Regions from separate parts of the Mus musculus genome. Here region 1 is linked to region 2. Evidence: chromatin contacts called from public Hi-C data. All regions are on one chromosome and are shown on one strand. Each heading gives the region's core, a stretch centred on a gene start, on an enhancer-like site or on the middle of the called end of the contact. The rest is flanking DNA. Distances are from core to core; before and after follow the strand shown.

What was found. A called contact is a pair of places that touch in the nucleus more often than the background predicts.
Region 1: a Hi-C map of liver shows a contact between it and region 2, with 1.6 times the contacts expected there. The contact joins two enhancer-like sites. A contact is called at or near these places in 1 of 15 datasets of contacts at CTCF or cohesin (large pre-B cells), 12 of 484 Hi-C or Micro-C datasets (the AML12 cell line, bone marrow-derived macrophages, embryonic stem cells and 4 more), 8 of 115 datasets of contacts at active chromatin or transcription factors (the HPC-7 cell line, acute myeloid leukemia, extraembryonic endoderm stem cells and 4 more) and 3 of 9 other capture datasets (adipose tissue, liver and pancreatic islet).

What each region holds. Positions count from the first base shown.
Region 1 is chr10:20,070,352-20,076,469 of GRCm38.p6, reverse strand. All of the region lies in intron 11 of Map3k5 (mitogen-activated protein kinase kinase kinase 5), which reads right to left. Among named protein-coding and RNA genes, the nearest start is that of Map7, 98 kb to the left of the region's middle. Within about 2 kb of position 2,764, at least 40 of the 459 cell types and tissues checked have an H3K27ac peak or open chromatin away from gene starts, as enhancers often do. A contact at or near this core is called in hepatocytes and liver, where this site is marked.
Region 2 is chr10:19,948,809-19,954,766 of GRCm38.p6, reverse strand. The region is part of intron 1 of Map3k5 (mitogen-activated protein kinase kinase kinase 5); the gene reads right to left. Among named protein-coding and RNA genes, the nearest start is that of Map3k5, 17 kb to the right of the region's middle. Within about 2 kb of position 1,581, at least 17 of the 459 cell types and tissues checked have an H3K27ac peak or open chromatin away from gene starts, as enhancers often do. A contact at or near this core is called in hepatocytes and liver, where this site is marked.

The sequences.
Region 1 (6,118 bases), core at 1,515-4,014, 120 kb before region 2:
AGAAGATGAGGAACAATGAATGGAAAAAAATCATAAAATCATTTAATATTATTATTTTTTAAAAACAAAGTTGTTTTCCTGATGTATATCTCCTCACGAGGCGATTATCTGACTGAGCCCACGAGGGTGATGTTTATTTAATAACACCTGTACTTCCAGACAACAGCTTTCAAAAACCCTGCAAGAATTACTGTCATGAAATTTAAACTTTAATTTTAGTTGTAACTGCTGTGCTTTAATTTTAAGTAAACACCAGAACGAAACAAAGCAACAACCCGGTGATCAGGGTAGCTGAGAGGCTACGGTAGCTCAGTGGCTCCAGCAAATAAGCTCATGTTCCTTTGGGCCAGCTGCCTGCTACCTTCCTTGCACTTGTGTGTTTGAGTTCACATGTATAGGGTTTGGAAGCACATGCGTGCAAATGCATGTGGCGGCCTCGGGACAACCTCGCCTGTCCCTCCTGATTTCTCCAGTGTGGTGCAGCTTTGCTCTTAGGCCCCACGGGCAGCTGTTTCCATGTCCCCAGGTTTGGGAGTGTGGGTGCACACTCCACTCCTGGGCTTTTAAAGTGCTGGTTCTGAGAATGGAACTCAGTCTCCACGCTTCTATGAAGCACATTACTGACCAAGTCATCTCCCCAGACTTAGCATATCTTTTCTGAGAGAGAAAATCAATCTGTATAGCCCAGGCTGGCCATGGACTTGCCATTGTTCGGTCTCAGCTTCTTGAGTGCTAGGATTCCAGAAGTACACCCCACAGCCAGCTTGGAACTAACTTTAGGTAGAAATTTCAACAAAACCTCTGTATCTTTTTATTTTTCATAAATTAATATGTGTGTGTGTGTATGTGTGTGTGTGTCAAAGTGTATCTGCATGTAGACTGTCCATTACAGCTCAAAGGAATTATTACATAATTTATGCAAAACTTAATTATTATGCTAATAATGTTTGGACACAAAAATTTGATTATTATGTGACACAAGTGATTCATAGAATTCATGTTTTAAAAACTTAAAATTTATCTCTCAACCATGACTAAAATATCCTAATTATTATCAAATAATTGTTCTTTAATCATTTTCCCTACATCTCCCAGACTGACATATATGTACAAGGTGAGCTTTTTACCTTAGCCTTCCTACCTGGTTTGGTGTGGGGCCTGAGTGCTAGTTCAGCTGGCCATGCGCTGTACCCTGGCTTTCAGTCCTTCCTCTTAGCAATAGCTAATTCCAAGGTGAACACCTTAATCACCTGCTCCCTGACTGAAGAAGGCGGCCAGATACTCTGCCATCAACATCAGTTTAGGGTTTTATTCGGTTTTCTATCAGCTTTATTCAGAACATCAACAAAGTTTTTTTTTTTTTTTTTTAAAGCTTTCCTAGAGAGTCCTATAAAAATGAACCGTCAGGATTCAGTTTCTTTTTGAACTTGCCGATCAGATGCTGAAATCCAATGGGCTCCCTTTACAAGGCTCCAGTAGATGGTTCTTTATTTAGGAGTCTGACAGCCAATTGGAGCGAACTTATCCATCAACAGAACTCTGTCTGTAAGAGCGAAGACCCAGCGGATGACTCTGAACTTACACTAGGCAATGAAAATTGTCTCAAGCTCATCTACTAAACCAGCGAGTGGCCTTCCATCTTGTGACTGACAACAGTGACAAGACTGTCACCCACGCCATCACCAACTAACACCCATGCCAGAGCCTGCCTGGGAGTCTTTAGAAGTCTCTCCTGCTTGATCTCTTCCTTCAATAACAGCGAAACTACCCTAATTATTTTCTTAATTATTTTTTTACCCTCTGTAAAAGTTATAACAGACATTGAAAAATCATCAAATGTTTGACCACAGCATGCAATTAATAGTATGATATGTAAAACAACCATGAAAAGAGCCCCTTCCCCACTGCTCTGAGGTTGTGGCCTCGTCCTGGCTAATGAAACAGAAGCTGAGCTTTGCAGCTTTGAGGTGGTCTAGAACTCTTCTCTTGGCAAAAGCAACCCAAAAACCTACAATCTCTATCCACAACTCCTATATCTTTCCTAGGGCCATCCAACCAGGAGTGTGGATAGGCCCTCTCAAGTTTGATGCAAACTATTCAAAAACCAGTGTTTAGTGCACCTTACTGGGATTTTAGCAGATTCTGTTGTGAGGTCCAGGGAGGGAGGGCAATGCAGAAAGGCCTAGTGGGGAGCTGAGGCGATGACTAGGTCACTAAAGCACTCACCTGCAAACACAGCCCCGAGTTTGATTCCTTAGAACCCATGTAAAAATGCCAGGGAGTGGCAGGCCCCATGCAATCCCTGAGTGGGCCAGAGGCAGGAAGTCAATCATTCTGCCCTACCTGGTGAATCCAAGGCCATTCAGAGACCCTGTCTCAAAAGAGTCAGCACTCATGAAGATGCCACCTGAAGCTGTCCTCAGCCTTCACACATACACACATATGCATGTACACCTGGACATATACATACATGCATGTGTGCACACGTACTTGCACACATATGTGAACCAGTAAACCGATGAAAATGTGTGTATACATTTAAATTAAGAAAAAGAAAGGCCACATATAAAGGAACCAAGTACTAGACAGCAGCAAATTAAAACAGCAGCCTTCGGCCTCTGCTCTCAATCTCACTCCTATTGTCTGTCAACCTGAGGTCAAAATGTCTCCATAACTGTGTGACCCAGACTTCGCTGCTGACCTATGTGTGACTCAAACGCACAGTGTACCCTTACCTCTGCAGTCTGCCGCTGAGCTGTTGCCCAAGACCACGGTTGGGCTGGGACTGGGCATGAGAGCAGAGCAGGCTGGGTGGCAGGTACACACAGCTCTAAAGTGGCACTGGGAGAAACCAAGGATGGGTTCCTCAATAGACCAGGCTGGTTTGGTAGGAAAAGAGCAGACTACTTCCTGAGTATCTGGTTTCCTGAAGGCTGCTTTGCCTGGACACATCTCACTACAGTGCTCTTAAGTTCAAAGCCTAAGCTACAGCCACTGCACTGGAGGAGGCCCAACCTTCACGGCTAGCAGGGACTCACCACAGGGAGGCACTGGTGAGCTGCAGAGTAAGTACCAGGATCCAGAGATGCAGAGCTGGAGAGGTTAATTAGCCCCAGCAGACCCCACACCATGGTTACCTGTTTGAACCAGCAAAGAAGCACTGTTTTCTAGGAACTGATCCACCCCAAATTCCACGCCCTGCCAAGGGCAGGAATAAGAAGTAGGAGTTAGCAGTGAAAGTGGTAGTAATAATTTAATAATTATACTGTCAGGCCTTATTGCTTACCTGAGCTAACAGTCATTCCTCCCTTGTCCCTTCTCCCTAGCTAACAGTAACAACAGGGCTTTTGGATTTGTTGTTGTTGTTGTTGTTCAGGATCTGCTGGGGCAGGGAATTTAGTCTAAACTGGCCATGAACAGTTCAAGTTCCTTACAGGTGGCTGGCTGTTGTTATGAAGGTTTGGGCTGGATTCTCCTTTCTGGGATGCTGTCTGTATGAGGCAATGCCTGGAGTAGCTGTTTATGACCATGAGAAGACAGCCAACAACTTACAGAGAACTGAGCTCAGAACTCGGGTACAAAATCCCCCTCAGAAAGAACCCGTCTCTGAACTTCTCAGGATAGGAAATACCGTTTCCCTCTTGGTTGAACTTGGGAGTTATGGCCAAACACACCATAAGCAGGAAAGACTGACCACCTGGAACTGGGTAAGAATCCTTCACACAGTTATCTTGACCACTCTACATGGCCACTGCCAAGAGCTGGGCTAAGAGAGGGCAGGCAGCCTGCACAATACACATGCAGACTTTCCTCAGGTACTGACTGGAAACATCAAACGCCCACAGGGAACAGGTACAGGGCTAGGATTCATTAACTATGCCTCATGCAGTCTTCAAGATTTGGACTGAATGGATGTCTACAGAGAACCAACTTACAACCCAGAGGGACACTGGTTTGCAAAAGCTTAAGTTTTTGTACATGGACTATTTTACTATGACCACTACAGGGGATGGGATACCACAGGTGCAGCCCACATATGTCAAGAGACAGTGGGAGAAGCAGAGGGATGGCTTAGGAGTTAGAGCACCCACAGAGAGGCCAGGCTCATTCCCTGCACCTACAGGATGTCTCACGGACATCTATAATTCCAGTTCCAATGGATCCGGGGGCCCTCTTCTGATCTTTGTAGCCCCCCAAAATAATACATTGCATATACATGGATGCAAGCAAAATAAATAAATACATTTTTAAAGAACACAGAAGTAGATGGTGGATAATTCACAGCCTAAGCCAATAGCCCTGCCTCACATACCCATTTATATCTTAACACATGCATTTCTTAGCATACTGTAAAAATTGTCAGAGAGACTAAAAACATCCACACCAGACCCACTTAACAGAGAGAACCCTTCTGAAAGAGCAAACAAAACATCTAGTTGGAAGAAGTACTGTTTCCAAAAATCTCTGGCTCCGTCCTTGTTCTCTTCCTGTCTTCCAAAATCCATTGGCTCTGCACTCATTCTAGGACTGTGTTCATCGCTAATTCCTTTAGTCGCGTTCTGTTCCAAGTGTCCCTGGGTAACCTTGCTCTTTCTGGTTAAGCCTCTGAAGATCTCTCCTAGCCTTGCTCTCTGCCCAGTATAAGACCATGTCTGCATCTACTTTAGAGTGTTGTAAACAAGGCAGTGCACTTCAAAGAGGTATGATTAGAACACACATCGATTGTGCCCGGGTTGTCTGAACAAACTGTATCTCTGTAGGTGCTTGTAGGTCATCAGTTCCAAGTGTCCGGGTCCAAAATGAAACTCCCCCAGAATTCACCCTTCCCTTCTAGGCGAAACCTAGAACCTGCTGGTGTTATCACTCTTAGACTTTGAACCACTAACACTTAATAGTTCCATTTAGTTAATCTTCCTAATGACATTATACATTTTTTCCCCTTTTCTTTTCAAGTGACCCGCCACTCTGCAGCTGCAACCCCCCTTTCCCGCTCTAGGTTCCCTGACTACTTCATTTCTGGTTCTTTCCTTTAGCAGCCTTTTCCCTGCCCCTCCAGGGTCCAAGATTCCCAAACTCTTATGTCAAGGTGAGATACGTCTCACAGCCACAGTGGTAACATCACTGACGCACGTTCTGTGCATTTAGCCCTGTGCCGGGGGACTCGTGGTAATTATCACATGCACTCTCCATAAGTTATCGTCTTTTCTTCATGTAAGGAGGCTACAGGAAGAGTTATCTGGACGGCCCAGGTCACTCAGCAAGCAGCAGGTAATACAAGTTTTTCCACCTTCGCAGCAGCTTCACTCTGACCCTATCCTGGCTATTCTATGCTGCCTTCTTGCCAGCCCTTAGACTTTAAGTGGCTTCAATGACAGACAGCACACGTCTAAATTCTCTTTCCTCATTCAGGAAACAAATTGTGATTGTATACCACCCTGCCTACCAATATATTTGCCACTGCCATCATCACCCCTCCCTGGTAAGCGGGAAAGGCTCCTATTGACCCTGAACGCCCCAGGCTCACACTTGCTTACACTGCCTCCGTGGGACTTTGCTCTCTTCTTCCGAGCCAAGGTCATTCTTTTCCCTTTTCTCTTCCAGTCCTGCTCCAAACCAAAGCCCAGACTCCGAGTCCTTCCGGAAGCTTCCGAAAGAAGCTTATTGATCCTCACTGAACTTCACCGACCAAAGGTCCACAAGGTCTTCCCCACAAGCCACGGAACTCCTCATAGGGAGGAAGCAGCAGGCGTTTCATCACATTATTTACCACAGGCCTCCTCAGGTGTCACAGAACGCTCGCTCCAAGGGAGGTCTTACTTATATACAAGAAATGCTACTGATGTGGTGTCCGCCAGTCTCTCCTCACAAAGAACACAGAGAATGCCTTAGCTGTCAGAAAGTTCTCGCCAAGGCAGGTCCCTTTATGGATAAGTTAGTACTATAAAAAAGACAATAGTACCTTTTGGAATTTTCTACATTAAGGGCTAGATAGCTGGGCCTCATAACAACACCGCTCATAGTGGCCGATATTAGCTCGTATAAGATGTATTTTGTCGTGTGAAGATCCTTTAGTTATTATAACCTGTTAGTGGGCAAACTATAAAAGTCTAGTGCAGCC
Region 2 (5,958 bases), core at 332-2,831:
TGATTACAGACCCAGCAAAGTGTGGACACACCCAGGAACCTACTCAACCCATTAGGCTGTGACAGATAACAGGCTGCTGTTTGAAGCCAATATGTTTTGTGTGGCGACACAACAGAAAAGTGGAACACAGACCTCTCAAAATAATAAACCAACACTAAAATATAAATGTTGGTCAAGACAACATTTGCTGGTCTTTCTTTCCCAGGTTAATCTCCCTAGGGTTTAAAACACAAGCTTTCTTGCTGTCAGAAGGATACAGAAGAGGCTGAGACTGAAACTCAGAGTGACCCTCCTGGTTCTGCACGGCAGGATTTCCCCCACTGTGGGGCAGATGCTGGGACTCTCAGCTCTATGAAAGAGATCATGGTCTGCTCTGAGATCACTTTAACCTGGTCGGGTTCCTACGTGATATCCCGCTACGATGTCAGTCACTCAGGCCTAATGGCTATCTACCATTTACATCTTTAATGTCCTCCAGAGACCCAGGTTGGAAGTCTGCTCTCAAGCTTGGCTCCACTGGGAGCTGGTAGAATCCTTAGGAGATGCGCCTAGTGGGAGGCAGTTAGGCCACTCGTGGGGGGGCTACTAGGACCCTTCCATGGCTCCTCTCTTATTTCCCAGCTGCCATATGGCAGATAGGCTTCCTCTGTCATATGCCGCCTTGCAACAGGTCCCAAAGCACTGAAACTCTAAAATGGGCTCAAAACAAACCTATTCCCTCTTTGCATTGGTTATCTCAGCTTTGGAGATCTTTATTTACACAGCATATTGATAGAAACTAGAAATTTGAAATTTGATCCCCTACAATAATAATTTTTATCTTATTTAAATTTTTATTTAAATTAAATAAAAGATAATTTTATTAATTTACAGTAGTAAAGATACATCAAAAGAAAACCTCCTGGCAGATTCTAGATCAGGTAAGATGTTAGATTATACAGCCTTGAAATCCTTACTACCTTGGTGGCCCATGGTCTCCAAGATGGCGTGAAGACCCCTTACACGCCTGGTCACATTTAGCTTCTCAGCTAGCCTGCAGGGTTGTAACTGTAGATCCCCAGATCTTAGAGGAGGAAGCGTGGGGATCTGGGACGGAACTCAGTGTCAAGCCCTTGCCCTGCATGTGCAAGGCCCTAAGCTTAATTCCCCGCAGAACACACCAGCAGCAAACAGAAACTCGGGGGCTCAGCGAAGCATGAAGACAGAATCAGAGTCAGTAACTGGCAGGGCCAAGGTTCAAACACTGCAGCCTTCCAAATCCAGCCCCAGTTCTGGCCATCTTAGTGTACGACTTCAATTCCTCTCCCAACATCATGGCTTTGCTTGTTTGTTTCTTCTGACCACTGGGGATACACGTGTACGAATATAGACTGTACACATTTCAAGAAATAATCTCTGTCCCCAGACAGCCATTTTGGCCACACTACGGGTCATGAGGCAGGCAAGAAACCACTTAATATAATCCCAAAGCATGGAACTCCTTCAACCAAGACCAGAGCCAACTCTCTGCCCCATGCCTGAGAGCAGAGACTGTCTGCTAATCTGTAACTGCTTCAGCTGAGCCACTGCTGGGTTGAGGCTCCAGATTCCTTTTAGTACAGGATCAAGCAAGAACAAGCAGAGAAATGCTGACAAACATGACCTCTGGGAACACTTCAAGATTTGCAAACAAAAACAGCTGGCGGGCATTGGCCTCACAGCCAAGTGGGGCGCAGGGGGGTAGGGTAGGGGGTGGGGTGGGGGTTGGGGTTCTTGGCAGATCTTCACTCCCTGCCTGCCTTATCTCAGTTTACCCATGGTGACGGGCAGAGCCGGAGGTTCTTTCAGGTTTTGATTTACGCCCTTCACGGTCAGACCCACTGGCCCACATAGGTAACTAAAATCTCTGGCTTAGCAAACCAGACAAGTCAGTATTTGTGATTAAAAGATATCTGGGGCTGTTAAAAGACTTACGGAGCAAATGTATGCCACAATGATCTCCTAAGTTAAATAGAACATCTCAGAGAAAGTCTCAATACACTAATTACTAGAGCCGATTAAATCTCTAATAAATTCCACTTCTCCATCTTGTATCTGAATGTTAAGATGTAGCCTTCAAAACGCCAGGTGAACTCAACACCAGGTGAACTCATTCACTCTTTTAGACAGACTATAAGCTAGTAAGCATCAAATAGAAAATTTTAACTTTCCATGATTTTCTTCTTATAAAAATCATATTTTCAGCCAGGACCCATGGTCGTGGGAGGCTAAGCATGAAGAATGGGAATTAAAAGCCAGCCTGGACTATACAGAATGAGAAATCAGTAAATAAATAAATAGATAAATTGGGGAAAAGATGGTGTCTTCTTATATGAATGACGTATGCAGCATTTATGTGGCATTATGACTTGAGGATAATGGGAACACTCACAGATTGCAGACAAACACTATACATTGTTTATACTGAGTTACCTGGGATGTCAGTATTCCTGGATGTGGAGAGCTGCAGAGGATGGCTTGAACTTCACTATGAATCTGTATTTGGATTTATAAGGTTTTACCACTTTGTAAAAAATGAAGAAGACCTAGTCCCTGCTAAAGTCACCCTAAGGATATAAGTGTTTCTATATAGCCTCCACCTTCCCTGTCCTACCGCGGTGATGACAGCATAGAAGACGATAGAGAGCATTTTTAGAAACATCTGTGGTGACTTGAATATGCTTGGTCCAGAGAGTAGCACTATTGGGGGGTGTGTGGCCTTGTTAAAGTGGGTGTGGCCTTATTAAAGTAGGTGTGGCCTTGTTGGAGGAAGTGTGTCACTGTGAAGGTGGGCTTTAAGAGCCTCCTCCTAACTGCTTAAGGACAGTCTCCTTCTGTCTTCCTTTGGATGAAGATGTAGAGTTCTTAGCTCCTCCTGCACCAGGGCTGTCTGGATGATGCTGTGATGATGATAATGGACTGAATCTCTGATCTCGTAAGCCAGCCCCAATGAAATGCTGTCCTTATAAGAGTTGCCTTGGTCATGGTGTCTGTTGACAGCAGGAAAACCCTAACTAAGACACATCAGTCCACGCAGCACATCTTTGTCAGTGCCATATGTGAAAAGGGTAAGGATGTTGATCCCAAAAATACGAGTAAACCATCAGCAGCTCTCCCACAGAAGGACCATTTTTGACGGAGCAGCTTCTTTTTGAAATAGAAAATAGACAAAGAATACAAATGAATGGACAGAGCTGGTAGTGGGAATTTCTTCAAGTTAATCTAGAGTTTACTTGAGAAGTTAGTCAGAGCAGTTTCCACTGAACACTGGTTAGAACACTAAATGAAGAAAGCCTAAAATTTCAGCGACTTTGAAAAAAGTGAAGTGTTTCCACTGCAGACATAAATAGTGGGAAACTAAGCAAAGAGATCATTTTTATACATAGCTGGAGCTACAAGCAATGAAGCATTTCAAGTAGTAGAGAAAACAACAAAAGTATGTGGCTTCCAGGCCCTGCTCTTTAACATTTGATAGCATGTGAAGCCTGGCTACTATGAATAGGGTTTGTATTCCTTCGAAAAACATCACAACCAAGAAGCATGATGGAGAGGAAAGGGTTGATTCAGCTTACACTTCCACACTGCTGTTCATCGCAGAAGGAAGTCAGGACTGGAACTCACACAGGGCAGGAACCTGGAGGCAGGAGGTGATGCAGAGGCCATGGAGGGATGTTACTTACTGGCTTGCTCCCCCTGGCTTGCTCAGATGGCTTTCCCAAAGAACCCAGGACTACCAGCCCAGGGATGGCACCACCCACAAGAGGCCCCACCCCAATTGATCACTAATTGAGAAAATGCCTTACAGTTGGATCTCATGGAGACATTTCCTCAAGGGAGGCTCCTTTCTCTGTGATAACTCCAGCTTGTGTAAAGTTGACACACAATACCAGCCAATACACCTGGCCTTTCTTCGATCCCCGAACAAGACCTACACTTCTATAAAGTTAAGTCCCAGCAGTAACGAAGGCCTAAGGTGTCTCATGGTGAATTCAAATACACCTAAGTTATCAAATAGCACCAGAAAAGCGACTCTATTTTAAACCAATTAAAATTAGAACACAATACTCAGGAGGTTTAGCTCAATGACAGACCACCCATGTTACGTGCATAGCACCTTAGGGTCAATCCCCCAAATCAGACCAAACAACGGGAAGCACTGACCTTTGGTTGTACTGACTACACTGTACAAAACAAAATCAGTACATTTAATCTGGTTTGTGTACATTTACTACTCTCTTAACCTTACTCCAAAGGTTCTTCCTATGATAAAGTCTTTGGAAATTCGTATTCCATGCTCTCACAAAGCTGGGCATACTGACCTAGCCCTGTCCCATAGGCGCAGACAATGGCAGGGTGGACCAGTGTACTCTCTGCCGATAGCAGTTTCTTCTGCTTCTGCTAAAACTGTCTTCTTTCTCTGCCCCTTTCACAAATATGCCCGTTCTTTACTTTTTATATTGTTACTTTCTTTACTATTGTTTTGTGTGTGAATGAGAGGGGCCTGGGAAGAAAGTCACAGCGCAGTGTGTGGGGCAGAGGATAACTTCCATTGTCGGAACTGGACAGGGACCTGCACAGCAGGGGGTGGGTAGCCCAGCTGAGGCATTTCATAGGTTGAGAAACACACTTTTCCAAATCACTCACTTCTGCTTGTTCACTCAGTGGTTGCTCAGACCCCTCTACCTGACATCTAACATTGCTCACTTTCTGGAAATTTCCCTGACCAAAGTTACTTAAAATTCTGTCACCTTCAATTCCAGTTATTTCTTTTAAACATCTTACTTGGATTGGTAAGATAATGGCTCAACAGGTAAAGGCATTTTGCTGCCAAACACACACAGACACAGAGACAGTCACACACACACACACACACACACACACACACACACACACACAGAGAGAGAGAGAGAGAGAGACAGAGACAGAGAGACACAAAACTACTAAATAAAACGTAACAAAAATTACATATATGTAAAAAGAAAACTTCACCTATTAGCCCTCTGCTTTGGTTTGACCATGACCGTCTCCACAGAGGTGCCTCTGTGGCTAAGGCTTAGGCCCAGGGTGCTACTGGGCAGTAGAGCCTGTAAGAGGTGGGGAGAGTGGGGTGTTCTTAGGTTGTTGGCAAGCGCCATGAGGACGGTGGGAAGCAGGGCGTCTCTCATTCACTCTCTGAAGCTGAGGATGTGAACAGTTCAGCTCAGTTTTGAACAGGCCAAAAAGCAGTGGAGCCACTCCATATGGTCTGGAACCCCCCAGATGTGAACCAAGACACAAATGTTCCCTCCCATCTGGTCTTAATCCCTGCCCCAGAATCCTCTACCACCATTTCCTCTTTCAAATCACTTTAAATAATCCTCCAGTGTAATGACTAAACCTCGCAGGGACTGAACCCAGGGAGGGCATCAGGCATGCACAGCGAGCACGCTCATTGGCTAAGCCATTTCCTTGGCCCCTTGCTTTGCTTTTTGAGACAGGATCTTATGTAGCCCAGGTTGGGTTGGAACTCCTGCTTCACTTCCCAGTTGCTGGAATTACTGATACGTGTTGCCCTTCTCTGCTAAACAGCTATTTTTATTATCTCACAACCAATCTTTAAGAAAGATCTGGTTCAGAGGGAGTAAAGGCTACTAACCAAAGCATGCAGCTGAAACTTCCATGGCTCTTAGAGAACAAACAGAAAGATACAGAGTTCTGTGGTTATCCTTAACTTAGATGGAAGTGGATGTTAAGGTCACATTCATAAATAGCTTTGTGATCTGCTGGATTCAGGAGGAATTTCCCCTGTGACCATATATCAGATATATATTGTAGTTCAAAAGCTGGCCAAGAGGCTCTTCTGTGGGTAACTGGGAAGTTACAAGTGCTGAAAAGAAAAGTCTCATAAAGTAAAGATGAAGTCATCAAGAGCTTCTCCCTAGCCCAAGTCTCCAGTTCATT